2 separate regions of the Macaca mulatta genome follow, and region 2 is linked to region 1. The links are chromatin contacts, called in public Hi-C maps. All regions are on one chromosome and are shown on one strand. The core of a region is the stretch at or near the end of the contact, and the rest is flanking DNA. Distances in the headings are between cores, read along the strand shown.

Region 1 (5,062 bases), core at 1,240-3,739:
CACCACGATGGTGTTCTCCGGCTCTGGCCCTAGTTTTATTTCCCAGGAAAAAGCCCCTGCCCTCTCCCCAGCGCCCCATGCCCACCTCCTCCAGCTCCTCCGATTTAAGGCTCCAAACCGAGGGCCCTCCAGGCGGGGCCGGCATCGGAGCATCACCTCAGCGCCCGGTGCTGGCTGCCCCCGGGGTCCCGCCTCCCTACAGCCGGCGCCTTTCCACGCGGGGCTCGAGGCCCGGGAGCCCAACAGAGCCCGCCCTCAACTCCTCAGGGCGCCAATTTCGCCTCGCCAGACCACTTCTCAGCCCGGACCCGCCGAGGCTCGAGCCCCCTCCTTATGCACACACCTGATCCCCCACGGCCCCTTCAGGTCCTCTCCCCTCGCCACGGGCCTTGTCAGGAAGCGAATGGCTCAAATGGTACTGACAGAGCGCAGCTCGGTCCGCCGCCGCCTTCTCCTCCTCCTCCCCGCCATATTACAGATCTCAAGCGGCAACGCGGGCTCCTGGCAACCGCCGCCGCGGCCACCCCGACTCCACCTCTCAGGGCCGGCACTTCCGGTGGTTGCTTCCAGGGCTGTTAAAACCGTTGGGCCACCAGAACACTACAATCCCCGAGGTGCATTGCGCGCCCGCGATGGAGGACGTAATGCTTACGGACAGCACGCTGCACGCCGGGAAACGTAGTCTTCAATGCAAGCTACAGACTAGACTGTATTAATAAATGTACTTATTTAGTATAATAGGACCACCCCTCAGGGTCTGAAGCCCCCTGAAGTGTTCCTTGAGGTTGCCATTTTTTTCTTATGTGTATAAAGATAACCCCTTTCTATGTAGCCGTTATAAAACATGTAACATTCACCAAAATATTTTCTTGTAGATAAAAACGCTGAACCCACCCGGGGTGATGGCTTACGCCTATAATTCCAACATTTTGGAAGCCGAGGCGGGAGGATCGCTTGAGCCCAGGAGTTCGAGATCAGCCTGGGCAGCAAAGGGAGACGGCGGCATCTCTACAAAAATTTTAAAAATTAGCCGGGTGGGGTGGCGCTAGCCTGTGGTCCCAGCTACTTGGGAGGCTGAGGTCGGAAGATGGCTTGAGCCCAGGAGGTCGAAGCTTCAGTGAGCCGGGATTGTACCACTGCATTCCAACCTGGGCGATAGAGTGAGACTGTCTGGAAAAATAAAAAATAAAAAAGGCTGAATCCTAGTTGCCAACTGGAAGGCTTAAGACATTTATCCCCTTTTGCAAATCAGTGGGAAAATGCACTAAAGGAAAAAAGGTAACGGAAAAATCCCTGAATCTTTTTGGAAAGTTCTCTACATAAAAATGTTACCAGCCTTCCAAAATATGTCCAGGGGTCCCTTTTCATTGCCTAACTCGGCTTTACAGTCTATCTCTCTTATCCTCCTTCCAGTGCCTGTTTTTGCATATGTTAAATGGTGGGTTAAAGGTGCCTATCACAAGGGTAGTTGTGAGGCACAGTTGAGGTAACTCTTGCACAGCCCCTGGTACAAAAGCCCTTAGCAGAAGTAAGATTAGGGGGAGGAGGAGTGAAAATGTCACAAGTCACTAGGGAGGCCTTTATGTCAGTCCCCATCCTGCCATTAACTGCTTAATTCACCTATCCTCAGTTTCCTCATCTATGAAATAAGGGAATCCTTAAAACCCCTTCCAGTTTTATAATCCGATTGTGCCTTCTTTGCTAGGCTCTTCCAGTCCCCCAGAATCAGGAAAATTAAGTCGATTGAAATCAGTCTCCTGAGATAATAACTGTTAGGCTGTATTGAGAATGAGATAAGCATATAAAGTGTTTGCTCACCAAGTATCTAGGACATGGTAAGTGCTCTGTAAACGTTAGGTGTACTTGCTAACACTTTTATTTCCACCCACGAGAATGTGAGTCCCGTAAGAGCAAAAACCCTGTAGGTCCTGTTCAACTGTGTCCGGAGCACCTGGACCGGTATTTGGTACATCTTGAACTGAACTGAACTGAACTGAACTGAACGGAATTGAATTGAATTGAACTGATAGTCTAAGCATCCTGCCTCTCCAAGTTCCCTGGACTTCAGTTTCCTCCAGGGCAGATAAAGGAGTCACTAAAATCCCTCCCAGTCCTACAGCTTTAGGACGGTTCTTAGCCCTCCTTTTCTCGCCTAGGAGTCTGAAAGCCCAGGTTGAAATTCAGACCCCAGAAAACCCTAAGCCACTTTGGGTTTGGAATGTGAGCCTAGGGTCTAGGGTCTGGGGCCTGGGCCTGGGGCTGGGGCCTGGGCCCGCCCCCGTTGCCAGGGAGCGGCTCCGCCTACTAGCGCTGCGAATCCCGATCCCTGATTGGCTAGGCAGCCGACTGCCTCTCTGGATGTGTCCGCTGCCGCCATTGTGCGGCGCTGGTCCACTCAGAGGGTGCCCGCTGCTGCCGGTGCCTTGGACCCTCCCCCTCGCTTCTCGCTCTCCTGCCCCGGGAGCCCGGCGGGTCCGGGACTCCAGTCCGTGCCGGTGCGGGCGCCGGCATGTGGCTGTGGGAGGACCAGGGCGGCCTCTTGGGCCCTTTCTCCTTCCTGCTGCTGGTGCTGCTGCTGGTGACGCGAAGCCCGGTCAATGCCTGCCTCCTCACCGGCAGCCTCTTCGTTCTGCTGCGCGTCTTCAGCTTTGAGCCGGTGCCCTCTTGCAGGGTCCTGCAGGTGCTCAAGCCCCGGGACCGCATTTCTGCCATCGCCCACCGCGGCGGCAGCCACGACGCGCCCGAGAACACGCTGGCGGCCATTCGGCAGGTGAGACACCCACGCCTCGCGCCCCTCGGTCCTCCCGAGAGCTCGGACTTCTACTTTTCCTTCCCAGGGTTCCCCGATCTACTCAAGACGACCTTCCCACTTCCTCATTCGTCCACAAGGCACACTCCCGGCCCTTGATCCCTCCCACTGTCTAGGGATCTCCCGACTTCAGGTTTTATATTTACAGACGACAGCAGATATGTATATCGTTTCTGTGGGACTGACGTTGAGATTACATCCAGGAACAAGGTCAAAAGTGTCCCTGGTTTACAGAGTGTACATCGGAGTGGGGGAGGCAAGCCTTAAACAAGTAAACATGTAAATGAGATAACTTTAAGAGAGTGAAAGGTGCAATGAAGAAATCGGGGGAACTCGAGGGGAGGAGTTACGCTATTTTATTTAGATGGAGTAGTCCAGAGAAATCGTCTCCGAAGAAGCAACATTTGAACAGAAACCGGAGTTATAAGGAGCCAGGCAGACGCAGAAGGTCCTGAGATGGGAATAATATAGAGGTGTTCAGGTAACAGAAGAGGCAGTGTGTGGCCGGACTTCAAGGAACAGAACAAAGACTGGTGTGTGAATGAAGTAGGAAATGGGTCAGGTCAAATAGGGTCTTGGTCAGTAATTGAGGTTAGTCTAAATAGCTCACCCTTCACAGGACATACCTTTGCTTGTCGTCTGAGTCACGTGAGTAATTTCCTTATCACCTTTTCCCCAGACACACACATTGGCACTCGCACAAGCCTGGCAGCTGGACTCATAACAATTTTTGCCCTCTCTTTTTCATAAGGCACTCCTGAAACTTTTGGTACCTCCCAGCTCTTGGCATTCTCCTGGCTTCATAATAATGACAGCTTACAGAGAGGGCTTTTCAGTGGATTAGGTGCTTTTGCATCTGTGTAAATGTATCTGATTCTCTTCTTTTTTTTTTTTTTTTTTCTCTCTCTCTCCTTCCTTCTTTTTTTTTTTTTTTTTTTTTTTTTTTTTTTTTTTTTTTTGTGGACAGAGTTTCACTCTTTTACCCAGGCTGAAGTGCAGTGGTGCAATCTCCGTGCACTGCAACCTCTGCCTTCCGTGTTCAAGCGAGTCTCGTGCCTCAGCCTCCCGAGTAGCTGGGATTACAGGCGCCCACCACCACGCCCAGCTAATTTTTATATTTTTAGTAGAGACGGGGTTCTGCTATGTTGACCAGACTGGTCTCAAACTCCTGGCCTCAAAGTGATCCTCCCGCCTCAACCTCCTAAGGTGCTACGATTACAGACATGAGCCATCACACCTGGCCTCCCTCATTTCCTTTTTTTCGTTTTTTTTTTTTAAACGGAGTCTCACTGTCGCCCAGGCTGGAGTGCATTGGCATGACCTCAGCTCACTGCAACCTCTGTATACCAGGTTCAAGTGATTCTCCTGCCTCAGCCTCCCAAGTAGCTGGGATTACAGGTGCCTGCCACCACACCCAGCTAATTTTTGTTATTTTTAGTAGAGGGAGGGTTTCACTATGTTGGCCAGGCTGGTCTCAAATTCCTGACTTTCAGTGATCCGCCCGTCTTGGTCTCCCAAAGTGCTGGGATTACAGGCATGAGCCACCGTGCCCGGCTCCAGATTTATACATTTTAAAAATTAATTTATTTATTTATTTAAATTTATGGGGGTTTTTTTTGGTTTTGGTTTTTTTGTTTGTTTTTTGAGATGGAGTTTCACTCTTGTTGCCCAGGGTGGAGTTCAATGGCGCGATCTGTGCTCACTGTAACCTCTGCCTCCGGGGTTCAAGTGGTTCTCCTGCCTCAGCCTCTCGAGTAACTGGGATTACAGACATGTGCCACCATGCCCAGCTAATTTTGTATTTTTTTAGTAGAGACAGGGTTTTGCCATGTTGTTCAGGCTAGTCTTGAACTCTCAACCTCAGGTGATCCGCCCGCCTCAGCCTCCCAAAGTGCTGGGATTACAGATGTAAGCCACCGTGCCCGGCCAAGATTTATACTTTTAAAGCTGCACTCTGGCCCGTGTGGAGAATGTACTGTGGGTGTAATTTCATTCCTTTGCCATTGTTTATAATAGTGTATCTGTTTTTGGAATACACTCAATTCACATTTATCAAGTTTTTCCTTGTATATGTCATTTATAATCTACCAGAAATTCTAGCACTGTCAGAAATGTATGTATGTATATATACATTCGACTTTACCAATACTTTTATTTATTTGTTTGTTTATTTATTTATTTTTGAGACAAGGTCTCTCTCTGTCAGCCAGGTTTGAGTGCAGTGGGGCAATCTCAGCTCACTGCAACTTCCAC
Region 2 (5,062 bases), core at 1,322-3,821, 36 kb before region 1:
TCTGACAGAAAATAAGGACTTGATAAATGCAAATTTAATGACAGAAACTCATTTCTCCTCTGTAGTCTTTCTCAGTCTCCTCATTCATTCATAAATATTATTCAGCACTCACCATCACGTTTTAGGTGCCACATACAAAGATGGACAAAACTCAGTCCATTTTTTTTTTTTTTTTTTTTGAGACGGAGTCTCAATCAGTAGCTCAGGATGGAGTGTAATGGCATAATCTTGGCTCACTGCAACCTCCACCTCCTGGGATCAAGCGATTCTCCTAGGATCAAGCGATTCTCCCACTTTAGCCTCCCAAGTAGCTGGGATTACAGGAACCTGCCATCATGCCCGATTACTTTTTGTATTTTTGTAGAGATGGGCTTTCACCATGTTGGGCAGGCTGGTCTTGAACTCCTGACCTCAGGTGATCCACCCGCCTCGGCCTCCCCAAGTGCTGGGATTACAGGCCATGAGAGACTGCGCCCAGCCAGTCCTTTTAACTTTTAAGGGGCAAGAAGTCTATTAGGGAAACAGAAAGATGAATGTGCACTTCGAAGGAAAATGTTTAGAGCACGGGCCAGGCGCGGTGGCTCACGCCTGTAATCCCAGCACTTTGGGAACCCGAGGTGGACGGATCACTTAAGGTCAGGAGTTCCAGACCAGCCTGGCCAACATGGTGAAACCCCGTCTCTACTAAAAATACAAAAATTAGCCAGGCGTGAGGGTGTGCGCCTGTAATCCTAGCTATTCGGGAGACTGAGGCAAAGAATCGCCTGAACCCGAAGGTGGAGGTTGCGGTGAGCCAAGATCAGGCCACTGCACTCAAGACTGGGTGAGCCTCCGTCTCAACAAAAGCTACAACAACAAAATGTTTAGCGCATGGCCAGATTAGGAACTATAGAGACCCTGAACAATAAAAGCGTTATGGCACCTGTTTGCCTGCTTATAATATAAAATTAAAATGCCAAAGGTAAAAATGTACTGGGATGCAGAGATTAAGACAACATCTCCCTGGATTTTTTTATTGCAAACTCCAGATAAATCCGCTGAAGTCAAACGTTTCCCATGTTTTTGATAAGCTTTTTGGTCAAGCTAGCATGACTTTTTTATTTTTATTATTTTTTTGAGACAGAATCTCACTCTGTTGCCCAGGCTGGAGTGCAGTGGCACGATCTCAGTTCACTGCAACTTCCACCTCCCAGGTTCAAGCGATTCTCCTGCCTCACCCTCCCGAGTAGCTGGGATTACAGGTGCGTGCCACCACACCCAGCTAATTGTTGTGTTTTTAGTAGAGACTAGGTTTCGCCATGTTGGCCAAGCTGGTCTCGAACCCCTGACCTCAGGTGATCCGCCAGCCTCGGCCTCCCAAAGTGCTAGGATTAGAGGCGTGAGCCACCGTACCTAGCCAGCATGACTATTAACTGAAAGAAAACTCAGGCCGTGGAAGTGCTCAGAGGCATTCAATGCTGATGTAGCGTGTCAAGGAAGCAGTCTCTTAAGTGTTGGAAAAGTGAAAGGAATAAGACGAAATCAACTGTTTGTCAAGCACAAAAGCAGAAGGTTGTACCTGATTATTTCTAAGGTCTTTCATTTGCTCATTTAATCTAAGCTACTTCACATCATTTGAAGAGAAAGTAAATTATCTCGCTTTCTGAGAGATTCTCCGTCCTCAAATCCCACTATCATCACCAACACAAACTTGCTCAAGTTCTTCACTCACACACATACCACCTGCTGAACCCTGACGCTTCAGTCACTCACTCCTAGCTACTCCACACAAGGGACCTAAGGGCCTGCCAACCACGCACACGCCACGCCCTCCCCTATGGTGAACTCCTGTTCATTCTCCAAGACCCAATTTGGAGGATTAACTGTTCCTCTTTGAAGGAATAACTGCCCTAGATCCAATAACAGGAATAATTGTTCCTCTTTGAAGCCTTCCCCCAGCCCCTTGGTGGGGATAATCACTCCCTTCTTGGTGCCTCAGCCGAATGCCTTCTTTGGACATCCCCTCTACTGTGTGTCTGCTCCATTATACTGTGAGCTCCTTGAGGCCAAGGAATAAGTCTGAGGGCTGTGCTTAGGGTAGGATGAATGGCGGCCATTTTACAGATGAGAAAAGCAAGTCTCCAGGTGAACAGAGGAGCTCAGGACACTGACCAACAGCCAGGTCTCCCGACTCGTCCAGACTTAGAGCTGAGCCCACCATTACCCTCATCCAGCAACCCCAGAACCCGCGCCAACTTCTGGGGACGCGGAAGCCTGGAAACTCAAGTCTTCTTTAAGGAATGAATGGACAGGGACCCGTGGAAGGCGCAGAGAGGCAGCAGACGGGGGGAGAACCAAGAACCCGCCGGTCTGGCTTCAGACTGCTCCACTGAACCGCGGTAGCGGGCAGGGATTCTACGGTCAAGACAACTTGGGGGTGGGCGGTCGACCACCATAACCAGACAGAGAGGAATTCACACTCTCAGACCCAGGCCGACCCCATCACAACTAAAACAGCCCCTCCCAGAAGCCCACCCGCCGCTGCTTCCTTACCAAGGAAAGACCGCCATCTTCCCAGTCACATGACCGCTTGTTCTGGGGCCGTCTGCTTGGCTTCCCATCCAGACCCCGCCACGCCCCTCAACCCCGGCCGCCATGTTTGTGAAGGGCACCTGCCCCGCCCCACTAAGTCCGCACTGCACCTTCTGCGGGCGCCATGTTTGTGAGGGGCAGGCGACGCTCCGCACAGTACAGACTTCATTTTCAGCTGACGCCATGCTTGTAAGGGGCAGCTACCCACTCCGGACAGCCCAGGTTACAACTTCCGCCGGCGCCATGCTTCTGAGGAGCAGCGTCGGTCACGGCCAGCGTGCCCTAGAGTTTCTGTGAGCCATGATTGTAAAGGGCAGCTGTCTACAGTGCCGGGTGGTCCCGCCTGCGGGCGTCATGATGGTGAAGGGCTTGACTGCTGTTTAGCCCACCTGCGTCCCCTAGGGGCGGAAAGGACTCCAGAAGGCGGCGGAGCGAAGACGCAAACTGAGGTTCCGCCAGCACCTGGTTTTGCGGCTAATGCGCTGTTTGGCGTGGGTCAGCCATGCCCCCTCTAGGCCGCTGCTTTACCCACTGCTTTGCGGGCGGTTTTAGGCACTTCCAGAATGCCCTTCCCACGACTAGCAACCAAGGGCTGCCCTAGATCCAATATGATTGACTGCCAATAATGCACGGGGGGGAAATTAGGGTTCGCATTTCCTCCAACTTGGCAAAGCAGTTTCTAGGAAGGTGGATATCAATTTCGACCCCAGAACGTTTTTAAAATTATTTTAGGCCGGGAGCGGTGGCTCAGGCCTATGATCCCAGAACTTTGGGAGGCTGAGGCCGATGGGTCACCTGATGTCAGGAGTTCAGGACCAGCCTGGGCTACAAGAGCGAAACTCAGTCTCAAAAAAATTTTTTTTAAATTATTATTTTTATAACCTACTTATCCATTATGGTCCCTTAGAGAGAAAGCATTCAATGTTTTTATAACTCTTACTTTTCATTCGGGGGTGGTGGTCTGTGGTTGTTCATGGGATGGTGACCTATGACAGGGAAAAGGATCATCTCCGGAACGGGCCCTCCAGTGTTCAGCTCAGTATAGGTAGGAAAGTATTTCCAGTCGTACCTACTGTTCCCAACACTGGAAGTGAACAAGGGTTAAAGGGTGGCCAGGGGAAAGCGAGGAGCTCTTCCCATACAGCCTTGCATGTTATCACATGCAACATCTCAATAAGAGGTCAAGGTGAGGAGCCTTTTCCTAGGCTCACATTACATGATTAGGCAGTAACAAGAGGAGGATTCTTAAAGTTGTGCAAATTAACAGCCTTGATGTGAGCTTCAACCTTCGTATTCTTTTCTCCCTCTCCTTCCCTTAGCAGGCTTCTCTCTCTTAATAAGTTAAGACATTTCCAGCTTGAGTTTTACCTTCTGAAATGTCCAACTTTTAGTAGAGATGGGGTTTCACCATGTTGGCCAGGCTGGTCTCAAACTCCCGACTTCAGGTGATCCTTCCGCCTTGGCCTCCTAAAGTGTTGGGATTACAGGCGTGAGCCACTGCACCTGGCCCAGGGGATATATTAAATAATGAGATATATCTTTCATAGAACTTGTAATTGTAAAGAACGATTATATACAATATTTGTTTTGGCCAAATACTTTTCAATATCTATTTTTCTTTTTTCTTTTCTTTTTTTTTTTTTTTGGAGATAAAGCCTCACTCACACTGGAGTGCAGTGGTGCGATTATAGCTCACTGGGGCCTGTAATTCCTGGGCTCAAGTGATCCTCTTGCCTCAGCCTCCAGAGTCCCTAGGACTACAGATGTGAACCACCATGCCTGGCTAATATCTATTTCTTTTTTGTTTGGAGATGGAGTCTCGCTCTGTCTCCCAGGCTGGAGTGCAGTGGCACAATCTCAGCTCACTGTAGCCTCTGCCTCCCAGGCTCAGGCGATTCTCTTGCTTCAGCCTCCCAAGTAGCTGGAACTACAAGCATGCACCACTACGCCCAGCTAATTTTGTATTTTTAGTAGAGACGGGGTTTCACCATGTTAGCCAGGCTGGTCTCAAACTCCTGATCTCGTGATCTACCCGCCTTGGCCTCCCAAAGTGCTGGAATTACAGGCATGAGCCGCCATGCCCGGCCTATCTGTTTCTTAATAGTCCTTCCCCTGGTAAATAAAAACAATCAAACTAGATTTTCTTTAAGATGAAAGTTTATTTTGCTTTTTGCCTAGAAACAAAACTAGTGAAAATAAAAGTATAAAAATAAATACAATTTACATTAATGAACATTCCACTCAAAAATAAGCAAAAAAAAAGTATATAAATAAAAATCCATCAAAAGCACAAAATAGTGTCTGGCACTTGTATGAGAAAAAGCTATGAACACCAAAAAAATGTGTAAAACACACGTTTTTATCTTTAAATTAAAAAAACACGCAAGTTTCTCATCCTTCCTCTAAAGCTAGTTTTAACTATCTTCAAAACATACTATTTGTTTTAACTAATTTGCATTACACACACACAAAAAAAATACACAAAAACTGT

Evidence for each region. Hi-C and Micro-C count contacts between places; a contact is called where the count stands out from the background.
Region 2: a Hi-C map of fetal cortex germinal zone shows a contact between it and region 1, with 2.5 times the contacts expected there. The contact joins the promoter of VPS35L here to the promoter of GDE1 in region 1. A contact is called at or near these places in 2 of 14 Hi-C or Micro-C datasets (fetal cortex germinal zone and liver).

Annotation. Positions count from the first base shown.
Region 1 is chr20:19,542,652-19,547,713 of T2T-MMU8v2.0, reverse strand. It overlaps GDE1 (glycerophosphodiester phosphodiesterase 1), which reads left to right and starts at 2,489. Exons shown (of 6, transcript NM_001260575.1): 1 at 2,489-2,770. The coding sequence starts at 2,510. It overlaps CCP110 (centriolar coiled-coil protein 110), which reads right to left and starts at 490. Exons shown (of 13, transcript XM_077986357.1): 1 at 344-490.
Region 2 is chr20:19,578,299-19,583,360 of T2T-MMU8v2.0, reverse strand. VPS35L (VPS35 endosomal protein sorting factor like) reads right to left here and starts at 2,571. Exons shown (of 29, transcript XM_077986368.1): 1 at 2,533-2,571.